Regions from separate parts of the Gasterosteus aculeatus genome. Here region 1 is linked to region 2. The links are chromatin contacts, called in public Hi-C maps. All regions are on one chromosome and are shown on one strand. The core of a region is the stretch at or near the end of the contact, and the rest is flanking DNA. Distances in the headings are between cores, read along the strand shown.

The links. A called contact is a pair of places that touch in the nucleus more often than the background predicts.
Region 1: a Hi-C map of whole body shows a contact between it and region 2, with 2.8 times the contacts expected there. The contact joins the enhancer-like site here to the promoter of ano1a in region 2. A contact is called at or near these places in 5 of 6 Hi-C or Micro-C datasets (liver, skeletal muscle, tail fin and 1 more).

What each region holds. Positions count from the first base shown.
Region 1 is chr12:4,504,708-4,508,138 of fGasAcu3.hap1.1, forward strand. ano1a (anoctamin 1, calcium activated chloride channel a) reads left to right here. Exons shown (of 25, transcript XM_078085281.1): 17 at 73-184; 18 at 331-388; 19 at 1,362-1,462; 20 at 1,949-2,079. Among protein-coding and RNA genes, the nearest start is that of fadd, 11 kb to the right of the region's middle. Within about 2 kb of position 1,409, at least 3 of the 9 cell types and tissues checked have open chromatin away from gene starts, as enhancers often do.
Region 2 is chr12:4,458,184-4,461,395 of fGasAcu3.hap1.1, forward strand. ano1a (anoctamin 1, calcium activated chloride channel a) reads left to right here and starts at 1,669. Exons shown (of 25, transcript XM_078085281.1): 1 at 1,669-1,806.

The DNA.
Region 1 (3,431 bases), core at 159-2,658, 46 kb after region 2:
GGGTTTTATAATAACACCTAAAGCCCCCTGAATGCATTGAGCTGTTGAAGGCAAATGTTGTCTCCTTTTCAGAGGTTCCAAAGACGGACAAGAACTACGAAGAGCGCCTCATCTTCAAAACCTTTGTGCTGAAGTTTGTCAATGCGTTCACGCCCATCGTCTATCTGGCCTTCTTCAGGGGCAGGTAATACCAGGACTTCTCACTGCTCTTGTTTATTTGTGAATTTCTGTGTTGAACAATTGTCTGCTACACTTTTGACCAAAACCACTGCCGTATGCCAGCGGCTTTCCTCTCAAGTGTAACATGTAATGGTCGTGTTTGTTTCACAGGCTTGTTGGGCGGCCCGGAAGCTACCTGTACGTGGTCGGCTCGTACAGAATGGAAGAGGTAATTAACACTGAACACACACTTATTTTGTGTCTTTTTTTTGGTTCCTGTTGAAGGCATTGACTTTATTATACACTTTAGATGTCGCTCCACTAGGAGGAAATCGTGCATTAGTAGGGCACTGGTTTCAGCAGGGGAGCAATCCGCACTTGTGCTCTGGTGCGTATTCGTGGCAGACTGTGCTTGTGGAATTGAATGAAAATAAACAACATTTTGTGTTCTTGGCAATGAAGGATCATGTCCCCCAGAGCTCTTTGGCTCAGAGTAAGAACGTAGATCAAGCTTTAATACGTACTCAGTACAACCCTAACCTCACCCACGCAGATCATTCAGGGTTGAGCTGATCAGATGTATTGGTAGAAATAACGACTTTAATAAGATAGAGGGAGAAAGGTCGGTTTCAGTGGAGCTCTGGCCGTTGGTGTATTAAGAACATTTGACGGCGAGTGGATAACTTCCTCCAGAGGCGGCTCGGACAATCAAATTTCAATCTGCCTTGAATGCTTCTTGGATGCATTTACACTTAGCTTTTAAGCGATCAGATAGCTTCCTGATCCGCCCGAGACCCATGAAGCCGCTCCCTGACTGAATGTCGGATGAGTTAACAGCTAACCAGGCAGAGCCGGTATTGTTTTCACCTTGTGAGTATGCGTGTCATGTTATCAGAATGTGGAGTAACTACTGTACCACTGAGGCAGACTCGAGTACTTTAGTCTTCATACGTCTCTCTGTGAATTGTTTCACCGCAATATCATCAGAACCGTCGCAGATGCATTTATGAAACTTGATGAAATGTGATGATCAACATCATGTGGTCTGAAAAGAAGGTGTTCTAGCAGCAATTTTGATCTATTTTGTCTTGCTTGCTTACTTTACGCACTGTCAACTCTCAGAACTCCCTCCCTCCCTCCGCAGTCGACTGCCTCATGTTCGACTTCACTCTCTGACAGATGTTCACGTCCTTTCCCTGCAGTGCGCCCACGCAGGCTGCCTCATGGAGCTGTGCATCCAGTTGTGCATCACCATGCTGGGCAAGCAGCTCATCCAGAACAACCTGTTTGAGATCGGCATACCGTGAGTGAAGAGCGCACACGCAACATGCTCCGACGTACACCCACCCCCCCCCCCTTTCCCCACCCCCATGACGCTGACACACAACAGTACGTGGGTTCAGCGAGTCACAGATCGAATTATGGACACCTACTCATTTATACATGCGCCGCCGATGATTCATTGGAAAGCCCGTCTGCTATTCAGACACACTTACCTGGGAACTGGAACAACCCCCTGCTGCAGACATTTTCTCTGCCTTTGCTTTGGTTTCCACTCTTTGCTGCCACCTCCCTCAGTCGGCATGTCCCGCTAAGAAGAATATCAAACATATCCCCCTGAAGTCCCACAAATTGATTTCATAAAAAAGGTTGTACAAATTAATTTCACTATTTTGTTTAAGGGAGGGGTGTTTCTATTATTTTGTCCACCACATTGCCATCAGCTTGGGCTGAACGACAGAAACACCTCTGACTTTTAATGGGATTTATATGATTTGCTTCCACACAGGAAGCTAAAAAAACTGCTCCGGAGGAGGAAGTCTGACTTGGAGGAAGAGGTGAACAAAACGCTGCAGCGCCACGAGAAAGACCACATGCTGGGTCCCTTCACTGGCCTCAGCCCCGAGTACATGGAGATGAGTGAGTCAAGACCCCCACACATACAAGTCACGGTTTTTAATTTCATTTTGGATTTTCGCCTGTACAGTTGAAAAGACAAAGGTGCTAAAACATGTGGGAACCATACAGAACCATATAGTGTTCTTTGGCTTTTGTTCCTGGTAGAACCTTTATCAAGATTCCTACCTGTGAGAGGTTCTACAGAGACCATCTATTCAGAACCTTCTAAGATTACTAATAGGAACCCTGTCCACCCCTCATTTGTACCAAGAACCCTTTTTTTATTCCAAGGGTTTCATCTCAAACCCTCGGAGTAAGATCTGTCATTGGTTTCATCCACAACCGACCGTGGGCGTTCTACCGAGAAGCCAATTAAATTCAATTGATTTCATGTAGAATCCAGTAAAGGGTTTAATTGGAGATGGAAATTTAGGAGAATGCCAGAACCTGTCACACCTTAACCCTTGTATGACCGACTGGCTTTACGCAAGGTTTGTAGTGTTGTCCTCTTATTGCTGCTCTGATGTTTTGCTCACAGCAAATCAACCTCGTCTTCTTCGAAGTGATGTATGTCTTCTACCCTTCCTCAGAGTAGAGCCTGAGTGAATATCAGCCTTTTTGAACAGCCTTGGCCGCGAAAACTTACAGAAAACCGCTTTAATAATCACCGTCTATGCACCAAGTCACATGAAACGCACTCAGGGTCTCCTGTGTCTTTGCTCCTGCTTCATCTGTCCACGTTGAAGTACACTGTGGTTAACCCCGGATTTAATGAAAAAGTCTAATCTAATTTCCCAGCACACAGTCTATTGATCAATGAGTGACGTGCTAACCTTGGATAGGTCAAGCTTCATGTGCAGTGGAGACTTCTGTACGAGCCTGTGGACGCGTGCGTTAATAGAAGTTGAGCAGATTACAGCTTTTAATTTGGCCGGTGGCGTCTCGTGGCTGTTGGGGATGTGTAATTGCCCTTTTTGGATCTATATTGTTGAGCATTTCATCCCTTGAAGGAAGGAGATGATAGAGAGCCTGGTAGAAGCTCATGACGATACAACTGAGAGAGATGATTAAAGCTACTTCAAGCTCGGCACTCTGTTCTTTCTGTTTCGTGTTTATTGTGTAAAAGCAAGTGCTACCAGCGGAGCATAAAATCGTTCAGTGTAAATCCGACTGCTGCGTCTCACAATTGCCCCACGCTGCTTCCTACCTCTCCTCCCAACAGAGCCACAGCACGCAACCGATTTCTTGTCAAACGGCTCAGTGCTGATAGATGGTATTAAATGTCACAGAGGTCAGTCATGTGTAACAAACTATGTGGTGCCTGTGTGATATGTAGTGTACAAGCATATTGATTTAATTCATCTTTTAAACTA
Region 2 (3,212 bases), core at 419-2,918:
GCATTGGCACGCACCCGCTGCACTGGGGAGGCCTGAATTACAGGCCCACACAAGTGTCTATACTGACACCAATTTGGGAAATGTTGTTCTCTTTTGTTTTCATTTGTTTGTGCGTGTTTGTGTGTCAGGAGCAGGCAGAGCGCGTCAAAACACACACTGAACCTGTTGTCCGAGACTTCCAACTTCCTGATTTCCCTCCTGTGGTTTTCTCCCTTTCTTAAATTCACTCTTTACGTTGAACGCACGGATCGATCAAGACCGTATGGATGCAGTCGCATGAGTTCCCCTCGCAAGTGAGCGGCGAGACAAACGTATTCACACTCCTCCAGGAAGAGCCTCCTCAGTGCCCTGCAGGAAAGCTTTTTATTTGCTTTATTTGACTGTAAGCACATGCAAAATTCCACACTAGATCCTTACTCGATATCCACCTGACGGTGCCTTTCATGCCTTGACTTGAGTTCCTGTGGCTTTGCACACCTCGTGAGGACAGTTCAGCTCCTGTCTGACTCTAGCACCGCTTTACTCAAAACGCTTCAGAAATGCACACTATAATGAGATCAGGGTTGTGAAACAAGGAGATTTAGGTACAAACAAAAGGCATTGTTTAAGTTGAAATAATAATGTAACCCATGGATGAATAGGGCACAGAAACAGGGCCCGAAGGTGTCTAAAATAATCACTCACAAGTACACAAGACAACAAAAAAAGGGGCACAAAGACTCTCAGCCACTAGGAGAAAATGACTACAAGATGCACAAAATGATGACAAACCTACAGAGAATGAATGCATGGAGACACTGCCACAAAGGGACACAATGGACCAATAAGAACAACAAAGAAATACAAAATGACCACTAAGAGATATCAAATGACCATAGACCAATGGTCCAATGACCTCAAATTACCACAAAGAGCCACACGGACCGCTGGCAGACACACACATAAAGGGGGCAAGTGCTGTGTCTGATGAACATGTACATCCCCCCAACTCCCAGGGACTCTGTCTGATTTTTGTACCCATATGTACATTTCCATCAGGAGAGACTTCTGAACTTTTAACATACTGTTCTAATTCATCGCCGTCTCACGCATTGTCACTATATTGTAGAAGTAATAAAGGTAAGTCCCACATTGTGTCCTCAGGTGACCTGATCCGCACACTTTGAATGTGTGATATGTTCGGTGAGAACTTTGTTATTTGATAAGTTTGCTCAAGTCGTGTATGCTTGCTGCCAAATTGATCGCTTTGCATTTTGAATTGACAGTCTGGCCCTTCTGCAAATTGTGTGTCCTTATTTAACCTTTTTTAACCATTCATTTCTCCATAGGGAGTTTAGAGGTGGGGTGTGTGTGTGTTTGTGAGCTTCCTGGCCGTCTACTGCAAGTCCACACACGCCAGTTTGGGAATGTTGGTCTGCAATGGGAAGACTTGGCTGTAAGCTTGGCTGAAATCAGTGCCCTGGTCATTTTCAGATACACAAAATAAAAATAAATAGCTCTGATCATCCACAAAAATTGCAGGCGGGCAGACGTGATTGGATGTATTTTATAGGCTTTGTTTTAGAATGTGTGGCCTTCAGGCTCCCCGGACAATAAGCAGTCCCACGTCTTTCCTTTGTCACGTTGCACCGATGACTTCTCGTTCTCCCGCAGTCGCTGTGTGGGAGGAGATAATTTACCTGGGAAGCACTTCCCCCTCCACCCATCTGCGCACACTGTCTCAAACAGGTGAGTAGGAAGTGTTACCTGTGCGTGCTGCTGGCCATCTCCCTACCCAAGCTGCTTGACTTCAACTCTGGAGAAAAGGTAAATTATCCATTTGCAAATCATGCGGCGCTTTAAAACGAGTCAGACACCCTTTTAATATGAACACGGTCCTCTAATTGGGCATCATTTTGGTACGTCGGTATAAAAACACAACGTGCACGTGATTCTTGAGTTTCCTTTACTCGCTCGGGTACAGTCGGATTCGTGCGGTTTGTCTCGAGCGGCGGTTTGACAGCGAGCGCGTTCGATCGATTCGGCGCCGTTTGACTAAAAGACTCGTGCGCGCGGGCAACATGTGGATGTGAATGCTCGTTGTCAATAGTGGTTCCCAGTGAAGGCTGTTTGTGATATCAATACACTGCGCGCTCCACATCTCATCCTGGAAACGCCGTCTCTCGCACCGCTTAACAGGTAGCGACATAAAGAATGTACCGAAAAAACCCCATTTATTTTATTATTATTATCTTGTTTGTGTCGGAACGTGGCTGCAGATAGTTCGGACGTCATGGGTCTACTATTCTCCGCGTAGACCATTAGAAGCGGATTCCTTCAGGAGGGGGTCCGCATTGACCCGGTAGGGTCCGGAGGTTCCTCTCTGCCCGCTCGTGCGCCTCCGTTCACCTTGCGCCCGCTGGAGGAGTCCAGCGCGTGTGGGCGGCACCAGCTGGCGCAGTGATTCTGGAGAACAATGCTGCGTTCACGCCCTGTGGAGATGTCGGACGTCACAATACCCACACGCCTCACGGTAACATACACTGGAAGAGTATTTATTTCGTGTATCCCCCTCCTCGAATTTGATAGAAAAATAGGATAAACAGCCCTGGCGGCAAACATCTTAAGATGTGCTGATATATTCATAAATAACGTTTAGATGAAGTGAACAAGTGGTCTATGTACAGATATACTGGAGGAATAATTAGGTCACTTTGTTGTAATAGGAGCTTTTCGGAGCTTTGCCAGGCCGGTCATACCTACACGTGTGGGAGCTTGTCCCACTGGCCTGGTAACTTCTTTTTAGTGACTAATGCTCCCAACAGTAAAGCCTAGCTAATGGTCATGCGTTTTTAGAGAAACGCGGGCACACACGCACACGCAAGAGCCCCTTGTGTGCTTGTAGACTAGTGTCAAAAGCTACGCAAGCCTCACGCAGCCCGCAAGTCTGTGATTGGTCTGCTGCCTGCGTCCTTTACCGAGTCTCACATTTCCAGTTTCATAGCACAATACCGGCATATTTAAAAGGAAGATTTTTAAAGAGAGAATGAAATTGAAGAGCTTTTGTTGAAATACGGAAATATGACCACTTATACAACCCGTCATTGGCGGACTATAAGGACAAGCGGATGGCCTCCAATTTCTCTGCAAACCTCACCTGTTGTTCTGGCGGTGAATTGCTTTACAACACGCGGAACCCTTTTAGAACCATGAATTACAACAAGTCCGTCGAC